2 separate regions of the Mus musculus genome follow, and region 1 is linked to region 2. The links are chromatin contacts, called in public HiChIP or PLAC-seq maps. All regions are on one chromosome and are shown on one strand. The core of a region is the stretch at or near the end of the contact, and the rest is flanking DNA. Distances in the headings are between cores, read along the strand shown. Region 1 holds the start of Mecr (mitochondrial trans-2-enoyl-CoA reductase). Region 2 overlaps LOC108168713 (a long non-coding RNA gene).

The links. HiChIP or PLAC-seq counts read pairs in DNA pulled down with a chosen protein or histone mark.
Region 1: a contact with region 2 is called in an H3K4me3 HiChIP or PLAC-seq map of embryonic basal ganglia, with 9 times the contacts expected there. The contact joins the promoter of Mecr here to the enhancer-like site in region 2. A contact is called at or near these places in 8 of 39 promoter capture datasets (the HPC-7 cell line, cranial neural crest, frontonasal cranial neural crest and 4 more), 2 of 15 datasets of contacts at CTCF or cohesin (embryonic stem cells and large pre-B cells), 10 of 484 Hi-C or Micro-C datasets (bone marrow-derived macrophages, cerebellum, cortical neurons and 3 more), 15 of 115 datasets of contacts at active chromatin or transcription factors (SST interneurons, craniofacial prominence, embryonic basal ganglia and 9 more) and 1 of 9 other capture datasets (embryonic stem cells).

What each region holds. Positions count from the first base shown.
Region 1 is chr4:131,839,265-131,844,980 of GRCm38.p6, forward strand. Mecr (mitochondrial trans-2-enoyl-CoA reductase) reads left to right here and starts at 4,207. Exons shown (of 10, transcript NM_025297.2): 1 at 4,207-4,414. The coding sequence starts at 4,239.
Region 2 is chr4:130,981,515-130,987,244 of GRCm38.p6, forward strand. It overlaps LOC108168713 (a long non-coding RNA gene), which reads left to right. Exons shown (of 5, transcript XR_003955121.1): 3 at 154-224. Among named protein-coding and RNA genes, the nearest start is that of A930031H19Rik, 26 kb to the right of the region's middle. Within about 2 kb of position 3,122, at least 11 of the 459 cell types and tissues checked have an H3K27ac peak or open chromatin away from gene starts, as enhancers often do. A contact at or near this core is called in SST interneurons, cortical neurons and hippocampal neurons, where this site is marked.

The sequences.
Region 1 (5,716 bases), core at 2,957-5,456, 860 kb after region 2:
ATAAAATATAAAATTATATTTTAAATATAATTTAAATATTTTTTAAAATCCCCACCCTCATGAAGCTTACATTCAGGAGGAAGATGCAGGAGAGGGTGGGGGGGGGGGTTGGAACCTACAGTAGGGAAAGTGGATCGCTGCACTTCTAAACAGACTGCCTGCTATGTGATGGACTTGGTATATATCCCCCATGTTTAGAATGTGTGTCCCCCTAGGGAAGCTTTTTCCCCCGGGGCCTGGTATCCCGCATACTCGATGAGTAATGAATGAGCGGGTAACTGATAGATGAGTACTTACAGAGAGGGCCCTTGCTCTCACGAAGACTTCATGCCGCAGATAAATAAATACATATGGAACTTCAGTCTGAGGCATGCGCCCTCAAGGAAATGAAGCTCTTGCAACAAGGAACACTAAAAGATGGGGGGGGGGGGTCGGGTCACGCTTCAGAAAAGACAGTCCAAGACAGACGCCTTTGCCAAGGATGTGACCCCATGCCACGTGATCTTAGACCTGACGTGTGAGGAGCCAGCCTCAAGCACACCAATGGGAAGGAATGCTGCAGCCAGCCAGACCAATGGGAAGGAACGCTGCAGCCAGCCAGACCAATGGGAAGGAACGCTGCAGCCAGCCCGAAGCGCGAGCCTTGGTCTAAGAGGGAGCCCGAATGGAAGGGTGAAGAGGAACGGCAGGTGCAACTGGAAAAGTTGCCAGGGCCTGCAGACCACACAGAAAGCCGAATACGGAAGACATTTTGAGTCAATAAACACTAAGAAAATGATCAGCCGCTGGAGAGTCTTGAGTTTTGGTTTATTACTTTCATTCCCCCCAACAACTAATGGGCAGAGATGTTGAAGGAACTCATTTAAGTACAGGTCTTGGCGTCTGTAAGGCCTCCCTATTTCTTGTCTCTTCCCTCAGTTGGCTCACACTGAGAAGCTACCCTGAGGCTAGAAAAGGAAGAACTGAGCATCCCTGGTCTCCTTGGGTCCTCAAACTGCTGCTCAAGGAAGCAAAGACACAGCTCTCGAGGACCCGAGCATTAAACTGAGAGTCACCATGAGACAGAGGTAGAGGAAGGAAAAGTGATGGGCAAGACAGAAAGACATGCTGAAACAGAGAGAGATCTGGCAACCCGGAGCCGGCTGTGCGTTGGAGGGGGGGAGAACTGAAGTTTTGGGGTTTTGGTTTTTGTTTGGTTTTTGTTGTTGTTGTTTGCTCTTTTTATTAATCTCAAGTTTTGAGGTATGGACACTGAGAATCAGAGAGCATGATGTATTTGCGCAAGGTCACTCAGTCAGTCCATAAAGGTGTCAGGATTTGAACTCAAATCTGATCGGTTCCACGTTCTCTTGCTCCTTGGTCAGAGGACAGCCTCAGAGACTACGGTGAATGTGGTGTGCCAGTGTTAGCAACAGGTAAACAGAGGAAGAGAACATTGTTCCCCTTTGCTTTAAAAAGGGCCACAAACTTCAACAATCCTTGCAAGATAGAGAAAAGCCCTGGCTTGGAGTGGCTGCCCCAAATCTAGGGAGAAGGATAGGGTACCACAGTCAGTGCCAGGTCAGGAAGAAATTCAATTACCTGCAACTCATGGAATATTTATGATGCCTATCCTGTGTTAGGCCCCATATTGAGTGCTGGCATCCCGGAGATGAAATTTTGCCTGGAGGGGGAAGTGGACATATAAATAACTACAAGATAGTATCCTAAAGGCCATAACATTAGCCCAGAGAAATTACAAAGGCATTGGGGTTTGCTCAATAGAACAATATGTGAACCTGGAATTCCCCTGGAAGGTTAGACAGGAAAATTCATTTCAGTCGATCGAAACCTGAATAAAAGCGTAAGACAAGGAAGAGCTGGTGAGGGCGGAGTTGGGTGTAGTTGGGTCGCTGGCTATGTACAGTGCAAAAGATAAAGCCAGAAAGAGGGTAGGCATCAAAGTGCATATGGTCTTGAATGCAAAGCTAAGGCCAATAGGCTTAAACCCCTTCACCGGTTGTTCTCAAACTGTGTGACTGCCAGATGGCCTAGACCAAAGGGAAAGGTGAAAGGGTGTGGAGGGAGATGAAATCCAGCCTTAAGGAGGAAAACTTTCCAGCCTGATTCTCCAGACTTTCCTAGTTGGCTGCCTGGGGAGGAGGAGGAGCCAGTGGGCGGTGGGGGTGAGGGGATAAAGAGGAACATCCCAGTGTCACCTAGAGGATGCAGCAGAGGGACCTTGTGAACTTTCTGGCACAAGTATGCCTCCCTGTCACTGTGGAAATAGGTGTTCACGTGAGTGCACACCTATTGTGAGAACAGACTTTTCCCCTACTGGTAGGTATCAGATTTCTCTAATAAATGCAGTTATTGAGTCAAACCCCAGTGTTTTACAAAGTGATAGCTCTCATTTCATCCTCACACCATATTCCTGGAATCGTTTTAGAACGTTCCATATGTCAAACAGTGTGCTAAGTGGTTCAAGTGGTACTCGCTCCCTCGGTCTTCAAGACAACCTTGGGACTATTAGTCTCTTGATTATTGTTGAGCTTTTTTTGTCTTTGCCTTGTTAGAGATCAAACCCAGGACCTCACACGTGCTACCACTGAGTGTGCTCTACCACTGAGCTACCTCCCTAGCTCAGTTCCCTTCATTTTAACCATGAGGGAAACAGAGGCACAGAGAAGCCAAGTGACGAATTCAAAACCAAACATCCAGGAAATGGCAGAACCAGGATGCAAATCTAGATTTGCCTGAGTCCAGTTCCCAAAACCTTAATCTCTATGCTTTGGTGGGCTCTCCTCCTCAGAGAAAAATTTGTTTCCCACGGCAAGCTTTGGGTCAATCATCTTTGTCTTTCAAACGCTCTCTGATACTTATTTCCTGGGCTACCACATCACCGGACTCTGGGGAACGTCTAAGAATGTATACCTTTGGATCGTGTACCTCTCTCCATGTTTCTAAATCAGGAGTCCTAAAATGGAACCTCATCTGATTTCCATGCACGCAGTTTGGGAATGGAAGGACTGCCTCCTGCAGCACTTCCTTGCTCCCTTTCTTCAGCCTGCAACAGTGCACACTTGCATGTACACAAATGTTCCACGGACGGGTTATTTATGCTGATGTTTCTTTTCCACCAAAACTAAGAACCTGCGTCTTTCCAGGTTAATACCTTTTACAAAGAATTTTCATTTCCCACCCAATCTCTTTGTATGCTGTGAGCATTTTAAACGACATCTTCCTTCATGGGACCCCTCTCATAGCTGAACAGCTTGATGGTTTTACAATGTATTATCCTGTCAACCTTAACATTGTTCTAATGTTTTGTTTTTATTTTTCCTTAACATTGTTCTAATGTTTTGTTTTTATTTTTCTTCCCAAGACAGATTTTCTCTGTGTAGCCCTGACTGTCCTGGAACTCACTTTGTAGACCAGGCTGGCCTCGAACTCAGAAATCCGCCTGCCTCTGCCTCCCAAGTGCTGGGATTAAAGGCGTGCGCCACCACCACCCGGCTTCTTCTAATGTTTTATCCATTCCTCACAACCGTCTGAAATGAGGTATATCATTTTCATGGCATCAATGAGAAATAGGCTCCAAGTTGCGCTCACTTGCCCAAGCTAGGAAAGAGCTGCTAGGATTTGAGCCTGGTATTCCTGGTATGTTAACTCTGGGTAAAGAAGTCCCCAAGTCTTGGTAGAGCATGCCTCTAATCACAGCACTTGGGAAGCAGAAGCAAGCGGATCTCTGAATTTGAGGCCAGCCTGGTCTACAGAGGGACAGCCTGGAACACACAAAGAAACCTGTCTCGAAAAACTGATGATGGTGGTGATGCTGGGCTGATAAAGTCTTTGTGTTGTTCTGGGGGAACTGAAGATGAAATGATACTTTAAAAAGTCTGGCACAGTGGTATCTCAATAAAGAGTGCAAAGGGGATACTGAGGCCAGAATGTAAATGACTTCCCGGAAACACCACGCGACAAGCAGCAGTCACAGCTTTAAGCCAGTTCTGAACTCTCTTCATGGGTAGGCTGCTTTGGCTAGCTGTGCAACTTCTCCAGGTCTCTGAATACCTTACGTAGCCCACCCTCAATCCTCACACCAGTCCGGGAGAAACCCTACACCAATACCTGGGCAGAGAGCGAGCGGCCTCTTTTAAAGAAGGGGGCGCGGTCACGAGCGGGGCGGGGCTCAGGCTTGCTGTCGCGGACGAATGACGTAGTCCAGAGCGCCGGATTCTGCCAGTGCTGGAAGCAGCATGTTGGTCAGCCAGCGAGTGACAGGGGCGCGAGCCCGGGCACCTCAGCTTGCGGGTCTCCTCGAGGCTTGGTACCGCCACGGCCGGACCACATCCTCCTACTCCGCTCTCTCTGAGCCGTCACGGGTGCGGGCGCTGGTCTATGGCAACCATGGGGATCCAGCCAAGGTCGTCCAGTAAGAGTCGGCGCCGCCACCGGGGAGGGAGCTGGGGTTCCTGGAGGGTTTTGAGGCGGGCGGCGGACTGCCAGGAGAGGACAGGGTCCGAGGAAGAGGGTTCTGCTGTCCTACAGATGCCGAGACCCCAGGGCGTGCTTGCTGACCCGACACCGGTGCTTTCCGGCGGCCAAGGACCCGCGAGGCACCGGTGCCAGAGTTTACTGACCCATATTGGTTTGAAGATTGTGGCAGTCACTCCTTTGTCTCAGTGGATGCTTCCGACTATTTGTCACAGCAACAGTCTGGGGGTATTTATTGCATTTTTTTTTCAGATGAGAAAAGCGAGGCATAAGAAAGTTAAAATTAACATTTGCCCCAAGTCACCCAGCCAGTGAGAATAGAAATTTGAACATACGGTCTGACAGCCTACCTAGATTCTACACCTGTTTTTAAATAGGAGATTATTGTTTGCCTTTCACAGAGGCCGAGGGGCTTGTCTAAAATGATACGGCTAATTAGTGATTGGAATAGGTGCCGGAATTCACCTGTTTCTCATGCGAGTTCCCTTCCACCAAGCCATGTGTGCATCTTGGCCTAATTATGACGAGTTGTTTAAACCCAGCTTGATGGCATGTGCCGTTAATCCCAGCACTAGTGAGGCAGAGGCCCGCAGATCTCTGTGAGTTCAAGGCCAGTCTAGTCTACATAGTCAGTTCCAGGATAGCCAGGACTATAGAGAGAGACCCTGTCTCAAAACAAACAAGCAAAAAGGAGTTGTTTCATAATCCCAGGATGCTGAGGTAAAAGGGTTATGAGTTTGAGACCAACATGGGTTGCATAATGAGCCTTTGTCTCAAAATACACACTCACAGTAAAAATACATAAAAATTTAAAAAAAAATCTTCAAATACAGTTTAGGGGATGCGCATGGTGTGTGCCTGTAGTCCCAGCACTTGCTAAGGGAGGAAGATTGTGAATGTAATGCTAGCCTGAACTACATATTGAGACCCTGCCTCAAAAACAAACAAAAAGTGGACAAGTTGGGCTTACCAACATGCATCTTATTATTATTATTTCTTCCCTTCTTAAGGTCTCCCTGTATGGTCCCAGCTAGCCTAGAACATGTTGAGTAGCCTTGGCTGACCTGGAGTTTCTAGTGATCCTTCTACCTCTGCCACCCCCAGCCCCCAGCACTGGGGCTGAAGTTGCCTGCTTCTAATGGGGGAGGGAGCTCCTTTGGTTATATGTATGTATGTTTGTTTGTTTGAGATTGGGTCTTTGTAGCCCTGGATGGCCTGCCTCTGCCTCCTAAATGCTGGG
Region 2 (5,730 bases), core at 1,872-4,371:
GCCTGGGCATGGCTCAGCAGGAGGCTTGGAGTGGGCTGGTAGCTATCAGTGTGACCTTTGACCCTGGAAGGAGCAGCAATCAGGCTAAGAGGCATCCATCTTGGTAGGTTCCTCCCAGAGCCTGGAAAGAGCTAACCTGTGATACTGATGCAGGTACAAGGCTCTGCCAATGCTGAAGATGAAGAGGATGCTGAAGATGAAGAGGATGCTGAAGATGAAGAGCGGTAAGCGTCTCCCCTCTTTGTCTGCTTTTGGGCTTTGGGGGAGGGGACTGAAATCCTTGCTAGTGCCTGGAACCTCCCCAAACCAGAGCCATCCAGGGTGCCTCCCTGCAGGGCTTCCTGGCCCCTGCCCTGCACCTGTTCTCTCAGTAGCCTGTCAGCTTTTTCTGCCCAGTGGGGAGCAGGATAGGCTGCATACTTTGCAAAGGATCGCGTTAGGGCCTGGCCGTGTGCATAGGAGCAAGAGACAGAAACCTCAGAAACCACGTTTATCCCGTGTGTATGTTGGGACACAAAGCAACCCCAAACCTGTGCCTGGGATAAGGAGTCACATCCCTAGGTCTAGACTCTGACTTAGCTCTGTCCCTCGAACTCCCTTATGAGCCTTGGTTTCCTTATCTGTAAAACAGAGGCCACGCCCCCCCCACCACCCACCCCCCCATGTTCCAGCATCATGCACAATTTCTTCGGCTCGTTTCGCTGCTGGGAAGCTGTGTTTCCTCAGGTTCAGTGACATCACCGTATCAACTTGCTACCTAGAGCCGAATGTTGGGAGATGCTGTGGCCTAAATGTTTGCATCAGTACCACAGTTGAAGGAGATGCTGTGTGGAGTCTCTGGTACTCAGGGTGTGCTTAGTAAATGTAGTTAATTGTTATTACAGCACTTAACAGTTTCTAAGGAGGGCAGTGTTAGTCACTGTTCTATTGCTGTGAAGAGACACCGTGACTGAGGCAGTTCTTCTGGGAGAAGAAGGCATTTAACTGGGGGCGGGGGTGGTTGCTTACAGTTTTCAAGATTTAGTCCATTATCATCATGGTGGGGAGCATGGTAATATGCAGGCGGGCGCTGAGGCAGTAGCTGAGAGCTACAGTTTGATCCGTAGGCAGAGAGAGAGAGAGAGAGAGAGAGAGAGAGAGAGAGAGACTGTCCAGGCTTGGTGTGGATTTTGAAACTTCAAAACCTTACTTTCTTTGACAAGGCCACACCTCCTAATCCTTCTAATCTTTTCAAATATTGCCACTCTCCAGTGACTAAGTATTCAAACACTTGATTCTATGGGGGCCATTTTCATGTAAACCACCACAAGGTCATAAAAGACAGGATCTCATGCAGCCCAGGCTGGCCTGAACTCACTAGCTGAAGATAACCTTCAACTTCTGATCTTCTTGCTTCTACCTCCCTAATACTGGAGTTACAGGGATGTACGGCCATAGTCAATTTTTATGCAGTGCTAGGGGTTGAACTTATGCATGCTGGGCAAGCACTGTATCAAGATGCTGCTGCTGCTAGCCTCAGCATCCCATCTCATCCATGGGAGTTGTACGTTTACCCATAATACCAGGAGATGGACCCAGGTTTCTGATCCCAGAGTCCAGGCTATGACTGGACCAATGCCCTGTCCCCATACTATCATTAAATGCCAGCACAATGATGGACGACCTGGAGCTCTGAGAGATGAGGAGGAAGGATGAGAACCAGGCAGATGATGGAATCTGGAGGTCTAGAGAACTCCTCACAGGTGTGCATCATATATGGGGCTAAAAGACGATAGTTGGGATGGAGAGGGGCTGACCAATTCAGGCCCAGAGATAGCATAGAGGATGCTGGGCTGTCTCTGAGCAGAGGCCAACCAGGGTTTGATCACAAATCCTGGCACAAGATTTCCTGAGGAGAAATGGCAAGATAAAAGAGCTGTCTTCAGAACCCAGCCCCGAGGACACCCTGATCTTGGTCATCTAACCTTGAGAACAGGGAGGAAGTGAACTGTTCAGCAGGTCACTCAGGCCGTGGTGCTCTCCTTTGAGAGCCCGAGCAGACAGGTGAAGGCAGGAAGAAGGCTTTTCTGCCAATTTGCTCAGTGCCGTTGGCCTGTCCTTGAATATTCAGCTGGTGATGTTTTCTGCTAGTAATCAATGAGCCTCCATTGATTTCCAGATAGAAATATTTTTCTGTGCGCTTTTTAATGAGACGACAGTCTCGCATGAACTAACATCAGGCTAGAGAATTTCTGTTTGGATGTGTTTTATTGTTTTAAAAAAAAAAAAACGGCATCAATTCCTCTCTGGGGACATTTGTGTCTCCTGATCTCCACTGGGGTCATCTGCCACCACACCTGTGTATCCTCCACCTGCTGGCCTCACTGGGGACATCCAGGTACCCCCTGCCAACCCACCTCATCATCTATAGGTTTTCTGCCCAGGGTTTCCCTCACTGGGGTCTCTGGTTGTGCAGAGTCCATGGGTAAAAGCTGGACTTCCTAAATCTCTTCTCTTTGAAGATGGAAGCCAGTCCTTCCTACTCCTCCACCAACCATGCTGTAGTGGGTAGGTTTGCTTGTTAGGGGGTTGGTGCTGGGGTTCATGGAATAGGGAATAGATCATAGACTAGGATGACAGAGCAAAGAGAAAGTTCTGGAAGGAAGGAGAAATGCTAAAAATCGGTTTATGTGCCCCTGCCCCTCCCCCCAAATGGCTGCTCTAACTCATTTGAGACCCTTTGGTCTGAACTCATGCATGAGGTGGGTAGAGATTATAAGCCCACGGCAAATGTCTCCCCTTGATTGAGCTGGATCCCTGTACCTCTTTCTGTCTCTGTCGTCTCCCATTTGAGCTCTGAGGACATCTAATTCCCCTCTCTTCTAGTGGTAGATTTGTTCTCTAGGGACAATTTTACATTGTCATACCTGGCATAGTGCTGGTGGGACCCACCTGCTGGGCAGAAGTCAGAGGATTCTGAGCATGCTCCAGTGCCCAGGATGGCACCCTTGCTAGGGACTTTCCAGTCCAAGGGTCTGCCATGCTACTACGGAGAGCCCCACGAGTCTTACAGAGCACATGAAGCTCAGCCAAGGAGGCAGCCTGCTCAAAGCCACACATGTACTGGTGGCAGATCCAAGATGACGGCCCCGGGAACTTAGCTCTCATCCAGCTTGGAGAGTCTCAGTGCCAGGTGGCTTCTCTGTCTCAGGCTTGATTTTCATTCCTCTGTAAATAATCTCAGTTTCAGGAACACTTGTGTCTGTATTTGTTGCTGCGTGTCTTTCATTGTGCTTTCTGTCTGGGTAATCCGAGGCTTGCAGGCAGCCAAGGACGAGGTGCACATTCCAATGAAACACGATACAAAATAATTGCACAGATTTCTTTCACGTCTGAGTGACAGAGTAATCTCCCCGATACATCTTTCTTCCCTCTTTGCTCCCTCTGCTTTCGGCTTTCTCCTCTTTCTCCAGATTCTCCGGGATTTAAGTGGCTCCCTGGCATTCAGTCACTGAGATACACACGAGTCCCCATCAGCTTTTGTTCCCTATGATCTGTGCGCAGTGCCTTCGGGACTCGGGAGTGGGAACTGCAGGGGAGCAACCCCAGCTCTGGGAAGGGTGAGAAGAGGTCTCTATGGATTATGGCGTGTGTGTGTGTGTGTGTGTGTGTGTGTGTGTGTGTGTGTGTTTCAGATGCAGGACAGCAAGTACGTCCTGCAATGCTGATGTCTTGGGGTAGACATACTCTTAGCATCATGGTGTCAGAGAATCAGAACCATAGGGAACAATGTGAATTCTCACATCAAGCTTGGACTCTGGTCAAAAGAGCAAGGTGGAAGGATGGAGTGGGAGTCATGGCTTTAGAGGAGACGTGGGGAGTGGAGGAGACATAGGCAAGACCCTATGTGTTTCTGTCTCCCATGGGCTGCACATTCTATCCTGAGAGGACTAGGGAGCTCATGAAAGTCAGAGTGAGAGAGGCCCTAGAGATCTATGCATGAATTATTTTTTTTTCTGGGTGCTTTGTCATGACGCGCACATCCGGTGGGGCAGGTGATAGCAGTCAGTGGGAGGTTGCCTGGAAAAGTCCAGAGGGCCTTGATGGGGAAGAAGAGGCTGGGGAGCAGAGAGGACCATCAAGGTGACCATGCCACCTCCCGGGCTGTTTATTTTTTTCACCCCTCTGGGTCTCATGATAGTTGTTAAGTGGAGGCAACATGGCCATTCCACAGAGCTAGCAGAGGGTATCAGGCTAGAAGGATGGTAGGCAGCTTGTAAGAAGTGTGTTAAATGATCAGAGGCCACCAGGCTTATTGGAGGTGGGACGGCTGGGACCCTGGACTTGTGGTCGCCCAAAGGTAAGGACTCTTAGTGGGATGCAGTTTCCCAGGGCCAGGTGAGGGTCTCTGTGTTCTAGGGTAGAGATTAGCACTGAGATGGGGTGATGGGGTAGTAGGGGTACTCCTGCAGTTGCTGATCGTTTACCGTTCACTCACATCCTAGAATATGGGGATGGGTCCAGAGGGGATTAGAAAGGGCCTGACTTGCTAAGCACTTTTGCCCAGAGCGGGGGGCCGGGGGGGGCCCTGTATCATGACTTGGAGGAGAACTATGTTCGATGAGCCTGTTGACCAGACAACGATATGGATAGTCACATTGAGCCTCAAACCACAGGACCAGAGACTGTATATACCCAGAGTTCCAACTCAAGCCTTCCTGACTCCAAGTGGTCCATTCTTCTGATGGGCTGGCTGCCCTGGCCAGCCCCAGCCGCTACATGGTACTCTGCTGCTCTGATTCTCCTTGGCCTCCTGATCTGGCTGTGTCCCACATGGTAGGTCTGTCAGTCTAGCAGCGAGTCAGGCTTGCTGAGGACCAGGCTTCCATCAGTCTCCTGTGGGTCTCCATAGTAACAGTTACTCATCCTGACTCTTCCTGAGAGGCCAGGAATGGCAGAAGCTGAGGCAGACCTCACTAAATATCCAACCCACTAAAGGACCATTCTGCTTCCCAGAAACTGTCTCAACCTCTTCCCAAATTTGCCCTGTGTCAGCTAGCTCAGGATTCAGGAGGTCTGCTGATAACCCCTGGTCTGCATCTTGCTCATGTTCCTGTAGACATCTGGACAGTCTCCTGGGGCCCCGGAGCCTCTGGGCTCCTCTCTCTCCTTCTCACATGGCATCACTTTGGAACACAGGCTTTGGGGCCACATCTCTCATGAGTGCCTGGCTTTACTGAATCTCTCTCAGCCTCAGTTTTCCTTTCTGTCCACTGGGATGCAGAGATAAGAATGACTAGAGTCTGTGAACTTCCGGGCTGGGCCCTGGTGTGTCATCTGTGAGCAGTGAACAAAGCCTCAGGCTTGATACCTCCCATTCTTCTAAAATCACTTCAGACATGGCCTTGCCCATTTGATACAAGTCAGAGTCCTTCAGTCTGATGTTTCAGGCCTCTGTGGGGAGTCTCCAGTTGTCATTCCAGTATGACCATTTTTGTCTTTATGTCCTCTGTAGTTTCAAGTGACTATTTCTCCAGGTCACTTGTCACTAAACCAAACCTCATACTCCAGCTATGTACTCTGTAAGGACCAGTCTTCTTCCACTCTATCCCCTCTGTGTCTTGAGACTTGACCCGATTGTCTGTTGGGATTGCTAACCTCTAGCTGCGCCTCCTCTAGGAAGCCTTCTGGAAGGTTGAACTGAGTAGACCCTCCCCTTGTGGTCCTGTATGCAGGCTGAGAGTGACATCA